2 separate regions of the Drosophila melanogaster genome follow, and region 2 is linked to region 1. Evidence: chromatin contacts called from public Hi-C data. All regions are on one chromosome and are shown on one strand. The core of a region is the stretch at or near the end of the contact, and the rest is flanking DNA. Distances in the headings are between cores, read along the strand shown.

Region 1 (6,934 bases), core at 1,222-3,721:
ATGAGACCCCTCGCGATCCCTGTGTCCCCTCCCCCTGCGGAGCCTTTGGACAGTGCCGTGCTCAAGGAAACCAGGCTATATGCTCATGCCTTCCTGGCTACTACGGAGCACCTCCAAATTGCAGGCCGGAGTGCGCAATAAACCCGGACTGCGCCTCCCATTTGGCGTGTATCAGTGAAAAGTGTCGCGATCCATGTCCCGGTTCTTGTGGCCTGCAGGCCCAATGCAGTGTCATAAACCACACACCGATCTGTAGTTGTCCATCAGGTTATGAGGGCAATCCCTTCGTCAGGTGTCAACGAACCCCTCCAACGCCGACACCGCCCCTCCACGATGCCTGTAATCCCTCACCTTGTGGCTCCAACGCTATCTGCAGCCCCGGAGGACAGTGCTCATGTCTGCCCGACTTTGATGGCAACCCCTACGTGGGCTGCCGCCCTGAGTGCGTCCTCAACACGGACTGTGCCAGAGACAAAGCCTGCCAGCGCAGCAAGTGCACCGATCCTTGTCCCGGAGCATGTGGTATTGGAGCAGTTTGCGAAGTTCGCAATCACATTCCCACGTGTAATTGCCCACCCGGAACTTCGGGCAATGCTTTCGTTCAATGTACCCTTGTACAATGTAGGTTCCAAACTAAGAATCTACCAACTATAGATACCTTATTTAACAACTCCCTGTTTTGTTTAGCTTCACCCGTGGTGCCCTTAAACCCTTGTCAACCATCCCCGTGCGGAAACAATGCCCAATGCCGAGAGGTTAACGATCAGGCAGTTTGCTCTTGTCTACCAGGCTTCTTTGGTGTTCCACCAAAGTGTCGTCCTGAGTGCACCATTAACTCAGACTGTGCCCCACATCTGGCATGTTTGAACCAACAGTGCCGGGATCCTTGCCCTGGAGCATGCGGCCAGTTCGCTCAATGCCAGGTCATCCGACATGTGCCGCACTGTAGTTGTCCCGCAGGCTTCTCAGGCAATGCTTTCTTCCTGTGCCAGCGCTTACCGCCACCACCACCAGTCCAACGGGAACCGATCAACCCATGCTACCCATCGCCATGCGGACCCAATGCAGAATGCACAAATCAGAATGAACAGGCCATATGCAAGTGCCTGAAGGACTACATAGGAACACCACCCAACTGTCGACCGGAGTGCATAACGTCATCAGAGTGTCCGATTCAGCTGGCTTGTATTGGTCAAAAATGCAAGGATCCTTGTTCTGGACTTTGTGGAATTGCTGCCACCTGTCAAGTTGTCAGCCACGTGCCTTCGTGTATTTGCATTGCGGACTATATTGGAGACCCTTACACTGGATGCTATGCGCGGCCGCCCATTCAGCGAGAGCAAATCAATCCATGCTACCAGAACCCGTGCGGAAGCAATGCGGTCTGCAGAGAGCGTGGAGAGGCTGCTTCGTGCCAGTGTCTACCGGAATATTACGGTAACCCGTATGAAGGATGTCGACCCGAATGTGTGCTTAACTCGGACTGCTCCAGCCATTTGGCTTGCCTCAATCAACACTGTCGAGATCCCTGTCCAGGAAGTTGTGCCCCTAATGCCCAATGTCAAGTAGTCAATCACGTGCCCAGCTGTAGTTGTTATCCTGGATATAGTGGCGATCCCTATCGCCATTGCCATGTGGCTCAGGCAGAACGTAAGCAGTCTTTACCCAGTCCGTCGTTTAACACATGCACTAACCAACAAATTTATCCCCAATCTGCACTCTTATGTCCCCCCTTAGCCGTCCAAGTTGTGCACTTTAATCCCTGTCAACCCTCGCCATGTGGTCCCAACTCACAGTGCACAGAGTCTCAGGGTCAAGCAGTGTGTCGCTGTCTACCCGACTACTATGGTTCCCCACCTGCTTGTCGACCCGAGTGCACCACTAATCCCGAATGTCCCAATGATAAAGCCTGCGTGAGCAGAAGATGCACCGATCCTTGCGCGGGTGCTTGTGGTCAGAACGCTATTTGTCGAGCGCATCAGCACAGAGCTTATTGCTCATGTCATCCTGGTTATACAGGTGATGCCTTCATGCGTTGCCAGTCCTTGCCTTCGCCCCAACCGATTAGGGACTCACCAGTAATCTATAGAGATCCCTGTGTACCCTCGCCGTGTGGACAGTTTGCTCAGTGTCGCGTGGAGTACGAACAAGCGGTATGCTCTTGTCTTACCTCCTACTACGGTACTCCACCATACTGCCGACCCGAGTGCACTCAGAATTCAGATTGCCCCAGCCATCGGGCATGCGTCAATCAAAGGTGCGTGGATCCCTGCCCCGGGGCTTGTGGTCTCAACGCTCGCTGCGATGTGCTCAATCACGTGCCTAGCTGTTCATGTCCCGAGGGTTATTTAGGAGATCCCTTCTACCGCTGTTACCCTGCTCCCGCGCCTCCTCCAACACCAGTTACCGTCGTAGCCGATGACCCTTGTCAGCCCTCACCATGCGGTCCCAATGCACAGTGTTCGAACGGCGTCTGTAGTTGTCTGCCCCTGTACCAGGGTGATCCCTATGTGGGCTGTCGCCCAGAGTGCGTACTAAGTACTGAGTGTCCGTGGGACAAGGCCTGCATCCGTAATCGTTGCTTGGACCCGTGTCCCGGAACGTGCGGATCAGGAGCCACATGTCAGGTACACAATCATGTAGCCATGTGTCAGTGTCCGGTTGGCTATCAGGGCAATCCTTTTGTCCTGTGCCAGCAGACACCTCTTCAAGCACCCGTGGAGCTCCATCCCTGCCAGCCATCACCTTGTGGACACCATGGAGAGTGTCGGGAAGTTGGTTCGCAGGCCATTTGCACTTGCCGTCTCGGTTATTATGGCAGCCCACCGGCTTGTCGACCCGAATGTGTCAGCGATCCGGAGTGTCCACCCAGTTTGGCCTGTGTAAATCAGAAATGCCGCGATCCCTGCCCCGGTGCTTGTGGTCACCTAGCTCAATGTCATGTAATTAACCACAGTCCACAGTGTGTGTGCCCTGCTGGATACACTGGTAGTCCTTACTCCGAGTGCCACTTAATTAGGGCAGATTCCTCACCAATTCAGCGTCAACCAATTGATCCCTGTTTGCCATCTCCCTGTGGTCCTCATGCTCAATGCAGCAATGAGGGAGGCAACGCAGTTTGCCGATGCCTAACGGAATACCTGGGAGTACCGCCATACTGTCGACCCGAATGCATTGCCAATAGCGAGTGTCCCAGTGACAGGGCGTGTATTAATCGGAAGTGCCAGGATCCATGTCCCGGCCTGTGCGGGTACAATGCCATTTGTCGAACCTACAATCACCAACCAAACTGCGTTTGTGCTCCTGGTTTGGTGGGTAATCCCTTTAACTCCTGCCTGCCCCCAACGCGTCCTGAGATTCCAGCAACACCTCCCACAACTGCCATACAAGTGCTGCAGTATGAGGAACCATTCATCAATGGTTGTGAACCAAATCCTTGTGGGGCAAACGCGCAATGCAATCAGCGAAGGGGAGTGGTCTCCTGCGTCTGTCTGCCAGACTATTTTGGCAACCCCTACGAAGCGTGCCGACCCGAGTGTATTCTGAACTCTGATTGTCCCTTAAGTAGAGCTTGTGTACAACAGAAATGTCGCGATCCATGTCCCGGAACTTGTGGCCTGAATGCCGAGTGTCATGTCATGGATCATTTGCCACAGTGCAGATGTTTCAGTGGGTATACTGGAAATCCCTTGGCGTACTGCTCGCCTGTTCCAATAATCCAAGAATGTAAGCATAAATGCAATGACAAACCCGCCACCAACTTAGATAATCCAAATCATATGTTCCCTTTAGCTCCCCTGACCCCCTGTGATCCCTCACCTTGTGGACCCAATGCCCAGTGTCATCCGTCCCTCAATGAGGCCGTGTGCTCCTGTTTACCCGAATTCTATGGAACCCCACCCAATTGTCGACCCGAGTGTACTCTAAACTCGGAGTGTGCTTATGATAAGGCTTGCGTCCATCACAAGTGCGTTGATCCTTGTCCTGGAATTTGTGGTATTAATGCGGATTGTCGCGTGCATTACCATAGTCCCATATGTTATTGCATTTCTTCGCATACGGGTGATCCATTCACACGATGCTACGAAACCCCAAAACGTAAGAATATTAATTTAAGTTCTTATGGCGTTCAAAACTTGGTTAACATAAATTTTGCCAATATTTCACTTTTAACAGCTGTGCGACCGCAAATATACGACACGCCCTCTCCCCCATATCCGGTCGCTATACCCGATCTAGTGTACGTGCAACAACAACAACCGGGAATAGTAAATATTCCCTCTGCCCCTCAACCGATATATCCTACGCCCCAGTCACCACAATACAATGTAAACTATCCATCTCCGCAACCGGCGAATCCCCAAAAACCGGGAGTTGTGAATATACCATCTGTGCCACAGCCAGTTTATCCATCACCGCAACCACCTGTTTACGATGTCAACTACCCAACAACGCCAGTTTCCCAACATCCCGGGGTCGTGAACATTCCTTCGGCACCTCGACTGGTGCCTCCGACATCTCAGAGACCTGTGTTTATAACATCGCCAGGGAACCTATCACCCACACCTCAACCTGGAGTTATTAATATTCCTTCAGTTTCACAACCTGGATATCCAACGCCGCAAAGCCCCATTTATGATGCAAACTATCCTACTACACAAAGTCCTATTCCCCAACAACCTGGCGTAGTTAATATTCCATCGGTGCCAAGTCCATCTTATCCGGCTCCAAATCCGCCGGTGAACTATCCAACGCAACCATCACCTCAGATACCAGTTCAACCGGGAGTTATCAATATACCGTCTGCGCCGCTTCCAACAACGCCACCACAACATCCTCCCGTTTTTATTCCGTCCCCTGAGAGCCCGTCACCAGCTCCAAAGCCTGGAGTAATTAATATTCCATCCGTAACGCACCCAGAATACCCAACATCGCAGGTTCCCGTTTATGACGTCAATTATTCAACAACACCGTCTCCTATTCCTCAAAAGCCTGGAGTAGTAAACATTCCTTCAGCACCGCAGCCAGTGCACCCTGCACCCAATCCACCAGTCCACGAATTTAATTATCCAACGCCGCCTGCAGTTCCTCAACAACCAGGCGTTCTTAACATACCATCGTACCCAACGCCAGTGGCACCGACTCCTCAATCTCCTATATATATACCATCCCAGGAGCAACCGAAACCAACCACAAGGCCATCAGTTATAAATGTGCCTTCAGTTCCACAACCTGCATATCCTACACCACAGGCACCTGTTTACGACGTTAATTATCCAACATCTCCATCTGTAATACCACACCAACCTGGAGTAGTTAACATTCCATCAGTGCCACTTCCAGCACCTCCAGTTAAACAGCGTCCTGTGTTTGTACCATCACCAGTACATCCTACTCCCGCTCCTCAACCAGGTGTTGTTAATATACCTTCAGTGGCACAGCCCGTGCATCCCACGTATCAACCACCGGTTGTGGAACGGCCTGCTATATATGACGTGTACTACCCGCCGCCGCCATCTAGACCGGGTGTGATCAATATTCCTTCGCCACCAAGGCCTGTATACCCAGTGCCACAGCAACCGATCTACGTTCCGGCACCAGTTCTACATATACCAGCTCCAAGACCAGTCATTCATAACATTCCTTCAGTGCCTCAACCAACATATCCACATCGTAATCCTCCGATTCAGGATGTTACTTACCCAGCTCCACAACCAAGTCCTCCTGTACCAGGAATAGTAAATATTCCATCACTGCCTCAACCCGTGTCAACACCCACTTCTGGAGTGATAAATATTCCCTCGCAAGCATCTCCACCGATCTCAGTACCAACTCCAGGAATTGTAAACATTCCATCAATACCGCAACCAACGCCACAGCGTCCTTCACCAGGAATTATTAATGTTCCTTCAGTGCCTCAACCTATACCAACTGCTCCTTCACCTGGAATTATTAATATTCCTTCTGTACCTCAACCGTTGCCATCGCCAACTCCTGGTGTGATCAATATTCCGCAACAACCCACGCCACCACCTTTGGTTCAGCAGCCCGGAATTATAAACATTCCGTCGGTACAACAACCATCAACTCCAACCACTCAGCATCCTATACAGGATGTTCAATATGAAACCCAGAGACCACAGCCTACCCCTGGAGTTATCAACATTCCATCTGTGTCACAACCTACGTATCCAACTCAAAAGCCATCTTACCAGGATACCAGTTACCCAACAGTACAGCCTAAGCCTCCGGTATCTGGAATTATAAATATTCCCTCGGTGCCCCAGCCTGTGCCATCATTGACTCCTGGGGTGATTAATTTGCCTTCAGAGCCATCCTACTCGGCACCAATTCCAAAGCCTGGAATCATCAACGTTCCCTCGATACCGGAACCTATACCATCAATACCGCAAAATCCCGTACAAGAGGTTTATCACGATACTCAGAAGCCACAAGCAATTCCCGGTGTGGTAAATGTTCCATCTGCTCCACAGCCAACTCCAGGTCGCCCCTATTATGATGTGGCCAAACCAGATTTCGAGTTCAACCCGTGCTATCCATCGCCTTGTGGTCCCTACTCTCATTGTCACAATCGATTTGGAGTAGCTGCCTGTGTTTGCCTACCCAATTACAGAGGAACTCCACCGAATTGCCGACCAGAATGCGTTATTAATTCGGACTGTCCATCATCTTTGGCCTGCATTAACGAAAAGTGCCGAGATCCTTGTCCAGGATCTTGTGCTTACAATGCCGTGTGCCGTGTGCATGAGCATGTGCCTAATTGTTACTGCCAGACTGGCTACACCGGAAATCCATTTATTTCCTGTCAACGTACACCTATAGCTCCTGTTCAACGTGAGCCGATTGAGGCGAAGGATCCATGTTATCCATCGATTTGCGGACCAAACGCTGTGTGCAATAATGGAAAGTGCAG
Region 2 (7,303 bases), core at 1,507-4,006, 280 kb before region 1:
AAACAAATCACATACGCAGCACACATGAAAGCTCAATGGAAAAGCAATTGGAGGTTCCGGGAAAATTACGATGGAGGTAAATACACTTTGCCAAGGGGATTCAAAGGATACAGCAAGACGTAGCTTACAAGCGACTTAAAAACGTTAAAATACGTTCAAGAAGAATACCATTATCGGTGCCAAATGAATCTTTAATATATATAACTCACTGAATTTAATCTTTGAAGTGAAACTATTCAAGATATATGAACTTATAAATCGATTTACTTTTTGACTCAATGTGTATGCATTAGGATAATAAAATCAAAAAAAAAAAAAAAAAGAGTATCGCAATGATTGCCAACTTTAGTTTACGCAGCGAATCCTCAGCGAGTGCGTACGTGTGCAAGGGCTAGTCAATCAATCAGCCATTCAAGCCATTTAGTCAGTCAATCAATCAGAGCGCCGGCATTGGACGTGAGCGTCATTCTAATCGAGAGTCATTTTTTAATGCGCCCTCTGGAAATGTTTCAGTTGCACAGACCACTTTAAATCGAAACTTAAGTCTACACCTACTAGACGAATTTAACAGCAGTCAATAGAAAGCTCAGTTTAACTAAACATAAGCAAGATAGCATGCTAGCACTTAAGTTTAGTTAGAGATCTGTTCAGTTTAACCTTGTTCCCAGCAGCAGGTAAATTTTGCTGACCTCTTCTAGGTGTTCATATCGGTCACATTTGCCTGGTAAACGGCAACTGCTAGGATTATGAAATCTTCATGTGCAAATTATGAAGCCATTGCCAGGCCCCAAAGTCAAATCCTTGCCCGAAAACAGACTCCAGGCACTGCCTTCGAGCATCTCCAACTGAATATCCCTGCCGCAAAGTGCCCGGCAAACATATAAAAGTGTCCCACAAACGAGATATGCTATATGCACACCGCACAAGCCTCTGAATTGTTCCTTTTAAGTAGTAAAAAAAAATGGAAGGAGCATTATAAGATTATCCACACATTGCAAATGAAATACCCTTGAAAGATTGGTTGTTCTTGTCCAAGGAATTGAATTATCCAATTTGAAAAATAAAATCAGTTAAAGTAAATATTGTAGTTTTACTTTCAAGACCAGTAAAGATAATGGTAAGCTTAAGATATTTAATAAAGTACAAAATGCTTTAGCTAAAACCACTTTTTTTGTTTCCATTTTCTTGAGTGTTTGCTAGCAAAGAGAGGGTATCTTTGGGTGCGAAATAAGTTGGATGTCAGCAGCAGATCTGAGATGGTGAAAGGCCACAGAGCCCCGGACTCGAAATTGGGATCGGAGGGGAGGGAGCAATTGAAATGGCATTAACATTTAGCAAACGGCAATGGCATAAGATAGCAAAATGCCAGTGACGCAGCTGCACTTGGCCAAAATCAAACAATTTCGTTGAGCGTCTGCGAAAATTGCACGTCTGCAGCAAGTCGCACTGAATGCCATTAGGGGGCTGGAAACTCGGTTTAAATTCGAGTTTTAGTTGCCAGTCGAGAATTCAGAATCGTGAATTGAGAGTTGGGTGCACGTTTCGATTCGTTCCGTTGGATTTCATTTGATTTGCCGCCTCAATTGCGCACTTTTGTGCGGTCCAAGTCAAATAGTCAATGACAGTGGTGGCGGTGGCAGTGGCAATGGCAATGGCGATGGCTCAAACAATTCCTCTTTGCCCGGCACACAATCACTCGAATATTGAGTTTTAATTTCCGGCACCATTTTGCCATGCTGCTATGTCGACATCTGCTGCCGCAGGATATTAAAAATGAGTTGCATTTTTGTGCGCCGGCATTAGAAGCCGTGCACTTGATTTGCATTTGCTGTTGGCGAGCGATTTGATTCCTCAAGTAACACTAATGAACTCAAAGAAACTCCAAGGTTCCATGGAATTTATTCAAGTTGATGTGCAGTAAATAACTGGTGCATTGCATTGCATAGCCACAGTCTGCAGGTAATGCCAAACTTCCGGACAAAGAGCCGTACTCCTGCCATTTCGCATGCTACTTCATTAAAAGCGTGGCGGGCCAAAAGGGGTACCAACTATGCACTACCTACACATTTTTGCCCGGGGATCCGGGCAACCGGAAAGGGTTCGCAAAACCATCAAGCCTGTGGCCAGGCCAACTGACCGAAAACCATTATTAAAGTCGAGCAGCTTAAAAATATGCATTGCAGGGCGGCAACCACAGCACAAAAACAGAGCACAATGGGTGCAGCTTTCGGGCGAACACTGCGTATACGTAACATATTGCTCTCCGGCCATTTAAATGTATTTATGCAAACAGCAGCCACAACAGCGGGGCGTTGACTGCCTGCACGGAAAAGCATAGAAGAGCAGACAACCCACTCAGCAAATTGTCAAAAGCTGCTTACTGTTTTCCATACTGCAAAAGAGCAGTTGCTGAATAGACATTTGGATTAGTAGCAGAGAATTTAGTGGAAAAGGACGTGTAGGGGACTTAGTTTAAAGTAATTGGGTGTGCTAAGTGAGTGAGTTTATTGAGATTGTAAAACAGGCAGAGTAATAAAGGAATTAAGTTTATTATTCCGTTCAAATTATCAATAGTGCACATAGGATATGCAGTATAGCAAGGTTTATAGATATGCTAAAACCGACTTTGCGCCGGCAGAATGGCTAATAAGGTCTGACAGGCTGCCTTTACAGATGCAGATATCTCTGCCACACGGTGTATCCTTGACTGAAGCACAATGGAGCGAGCATAGAGGCAGGGCCAATAAGCAGTTGCTGCTTAGTGAGCTCGAAAGTGTGCAACAGCTTGGAAATAGTTGCCCACCGCACACGCGGCGTATGCGCAACGGTTTGTCAACTTGTTGTTGACAATTCGTTGTCGTCGTCGTTCCATGGCTAATGGCCTGTCCCTTTCTGCTTTCTCCTGTCTCCTTGCTCCTTTCTCCCTTCCCCTCGGCCTCGTCCTGTGTTTTTCTCGATGTCACTTCATTTCCAAGCGAGCGCCTGCAACAAATGCTGCAAATGAGCTGACAGAGGTTATGATAGTGTACATACTGCCATAACTTGGGTCAAACCATCTAGTGACGGCCACTACCCAGTTGGGTGCGGTTCTCTTGCTACCATTAACCATCAGCCATCAGCCGTCCGGGGTTCAATTAAAGTGCCAGCCATTAGTGCAAGGAGCGACATTTACATGATGGCTTCGCGCCCGCTTAATGGCTTATGCGTCGCCTTAGCACTCACTTCATTTTCATTTTCAATTCCATTTCCGCTTCCGTTTGGCCCGGCATTCTCATTTAATTACGCAAAAACGCAGTGCACACCTAGAACTCGTGCATTATTAGACACTTTCCATTCGCACATTGTGTGCCGCAGACAAAGTTGAAAGAGCTACCCATTCATTTGCGCACAACAACGGAGCGAGAAAATATGCAGAGGCATGTTTGGAAAAGTTACTAAAGTCATACATTGCACAGGCTTGGCACAGTGCCTGTTAATTGGGAGGAAAAGTTTTCTAAGCAAGATATAAATTAGGAATAAATAAGGGGGTACCATGCTAAGAATAAGAATTATATTGTACAAACTGACACTTCAATTACTATTACATATGATCTATTAGCACCTTGCTATTTTCTGAGCCTCATTTTTCACTTCCACACCACTGTGCACTGTGGACTGCTTGCGTTATTGTTCTGTTTATGTTTTTTAAGCATCTGATATATTGGCAAAGTTTTGGCCATGTCTCGAGTGCCACAGCCCCGCCCGCCATGCAAATGAAGCAACTTTGTGAGCACTGCTCCATGGTGACCACTCAGCTCGTCGCTTTGCCGCCGTGAATTTTCCGGAGAACTCCACTTTGTCGCCGGAACGAAGGCCCAGTGTATTGCCCGCTAATTGCCTAAAATATTTAAACCTGTAATGCCTCAACGTGGCGCATGTAGTGTGTGCTGGCTATTTTAAATTTGATTGTACGGGTAAATATTTGCCGAGCAAAATGCCGCGGGAAAAAGAGGCGAGAAAGCTGTTGGTTGTGGTTTTCATGGTTTTCATGGTTTTCACGGTTTGTTTGTGAGCACTGCTTTCGTTTTTATTGCATTTTACCGGTCGCATTGCCATTGGTATTGCGCTTGCATGGTCGGCACAAAGTGGCTTAGCATTCGGCACTAGTCCATTTTTGCCATTTGCAAACAAAATGCGTTTTAGGCTCTATCTCTGAGCTGCAGAGCAGCCAAACAAAAAATCAATAAAATCAACAAGCAAATATTTTGTGCATTTGCCCACAGAAAGCAACTGAGCAGCGAATATAAAATATGCAAAAGCCAACGAGGCGGCGTAAATGCGGTAGATTTATTTTTACTGAGGCCAACAACAGAGCCGCAGCATAAAGCACTGGCTCAGGTGCGGCTGTTCTGGCTAAAAATATATATTGGGCCAAAGAACTTCCTGCATGAATTCCATCCATAGAATCTGGTAACCCACAAACGGAAATAGAGTTTTACACCGGAATTTTTGGCATTCTTTTAAGCAATTTTAGGGTCCTGCTTAAAAGACAATTTCCAATACCTTTTAATATCATAGTGTAATATAGTGTATTATATTCTGTACTTCTACAATAGAATATAGAAGTGCATTTAAAAATCTTTTCTATGCCCTGTTTTGAATGTCGCAAAGGCAGGGAAAATAACATTTAAAAGGCAAAATAAACGCTGGTGGCAATAAAATATTTTGCCACATCCTCGATAAAAGCTGCGCTAGTCAGCGCTTAAACAAATAAATATTTACACTACAAAAATATCTAAAAAAAAATTAACAAAATGAAACAAAATAAATGCAGTTGGAGCTTATATTTTCATATTTGTTAAGCAAGGTTTTTGGTTTGATAAAATTTACAAGTTCTCTCAACAAATGTCATATCTTTTTTAGTTGTTTCTTGCACCTCGACTGTTGGGTTAGGGTATTTTTAAGGAAATATTTTTCATTTCGATGGGGTAAAAACGACAGAGTTTTACCTGCAGCCCCCATTGATATGCATGTACGGATTTATTTATTTATTTTCGCCATGAATTCTGACTAAACGCGATTTTTACGCTCGAAACGGAGCGCAGTTAAATGGGCCAAGCGGCTTTTACCGCGTTTGATGTACGAGCAAATCGAATCCAACATTGATAAAAATTTATGCGAGTTTTATCAAGTGTTTACGAGGCACGAAAAATAGGTCGACGCCGGCATGCAAAATCCACACGGCAAACGCCGTCGAGTCCTGCGTCATGTAGCACGTTACGTATACGCACCGGCTGTCAAATGAATTTAAATTTAAATTTAGGGCTTGTCAGTTGCCTGTCGGGTTGGCTCAAGTGATGCTTATTGTTCTTAAACAAAAAAAAAAACACCCTCTCGAAAGCGGCTTATCGAATGTGTAAATTGCGTACGAGTATTTAAAAGGGCTCTGGGACTTTGGAAAATAGCCAAGAAAACCGAGTCGGTTACTCTGGCAACTGACAGACGCCCAGTGGGGGGGGGGGGGGTCGGTGGCAGGTGGAAAGTGGAAAGTGGGCGGAGTTGGCGTTTTCCGATGACGCACGTGTGTGTGAGCCTTGAACTTTTGCTCAACTTTTTCAGAGCCCTCTCTCAACGCGTCAATTAAATGCTTATTAAGCCTTAAAGGCTGAAAGCTGCCGCTGGCACACCTTCATTTTGTATGACTGACAAAACTTTTCAGCGATTAGCGCGCCATAAGTAATTTTCCAAACAAATCACAAGTTTCGAAACAATTTTAATGGATTTCCTCAGAGCAAAAACAGAGTGCTGATCACTCTTTTGTCAGGCAAATTAAGAGCAACAAACCCGATTCGATTTTGGCCACATTTTCGCAGTACTGCCATGACAAAAGTGGTTCGTCCTGTTTGTTGTTTCACATGCTCGACTCCATTAACAATATGTTTTTCTTCAACGCCGCACAGCCAGGCATATGTCGCTCCACTTTTGTGTCTGATGTTGCAGCTGCAGTTGCTACAGTTTGCTGCTGATGCTGCTGCTGTTGCAACAGTTGCTGCGTCGGCCGTGTTTGCGGTTGCCTGCAACACCATGCGATCCGCCCAGAAAGCCTTCGAGCCAGCAGGGACATGTGCCCAGCCAAGCAGCAGCCTCCAAAAATGTGCATTCGCTTGGAAAATTAAAAAAAACTTTAATGTGTTTATATTTACAGCATATTCCTGCGGTACGACGACATCCAGCGCTCTGAAGCTCACAAAATATGCATAAATAATATTTTACATATATTTTTCCGTTTTTTTTTTGGGTTTCAATAATGAAGTCTACCATATATGACTAGTCTTTAAGAACTTGAAGAAAATGACTTAGGAAGTTTGAAAACTTAAATTGTATTAACTTCTTAAAATCCTTCATAAATGAATAAGAGAACAAATCAAATATTCTAATGATTTAAGCTTGTGTATACAAAATATAAGCTAAATTTATAAAAATATTTTTTAAAGCAAACTCCTTTTAATTCTCAGTTTATCCCGTGCAATTCATTGGCTTCGTTTCAGCCTAACCGGTATCAGCCATGTATTTAACAGTTCGAGCCCATTTAATGGCTGCCATTTTCTGGCTCAACTGGCCAATGGCCATTGGGGTAATTTAACGTGGCTCGTATGCTGAGATTTTTGGACGTGGCCAAAGTGGCCGTTGGCCATGTTTACTGTTGCTCTTGGCTGGTACGATTTAGCGCCTGGCGCCTGCTAACATGGTGCCCTGGGCTCGAAATCACACAGAGAAACACAGAGAAACAGGACATCGCCGGCTTAAGGAGATAAGGCAGGGACCGCAGCCAGGCTGGATTTATGCAGCCAGTGGAGATTCCGTTGGCAAGTGGCAAAGGATCTGCACTTTAAGGCCGCTCCGGAGATGCAACGCAAGTTATATTGTTGCTGCATGCAGACTGGCGATTCCGGAGCGGCTTTTCATTTAAATTTGGACGCATATTTTATTGCAAAATGCCTTTAGGCCCGACACACTTGGCTAGGCCAAAAAAGGGAGCGTTGCATGACTGCAATTACGCTCAAGTGCGTTTAGCCATTTTATTGCAATTGCAATTGCAATTTTCATTTTGGTTTACAGTGTGCCCAGTGGAACCGGCTTCACACACACACACGTTCAAATATTTTCAGTCCTGTCAAAAGCGGCTTAACTAAGTGCGACCGAGTTTTGCTTAATGCGCTTTCAATATCGAACCAAACTGAAATTGGTGCATGTGTGTGCAGATGGCAGAGTGTTTCGGTTGCCAAGTTCTTGATAAGACGGAACCAGTGCTCGGTTTCCTTCG

Evidence for each region. Hi-C and Micro-C count contacts between places; a contact is called where the count stands out from the background.
Region 2: a Hi-C map of the Kc167 cell line shows a contact between it and region 1, with 2.1 times the contacts expected there. A contact is called at or near these places in 22 of 107 Hi-C or Micro-C datasets (the Kc167 cell line, the ML-DmBG3-c2 cell line, the OSC cell line and 8 more).

The regions. Positions count from the first base shown.
Region 1 is chr2L:4,490,963-4,497,896 of dm6, reverse strand. The region is part of intron 40 of dpy (dumpy); the gene reads left to right. Among named protein-coding and RNA genes, the nearest start is that of ine, 17 kb to the right of the region's middle.
Region 2 is chr2L:4,772,439-4,779,741 of dm6, reverse strand. All of the region lies in intron 1 of fipi (factor of interpulse interval), which reads left to right. Among named protein-coding and RNA genes, the nearest start is that of CG42523, 13 kb to the right of the region's middle.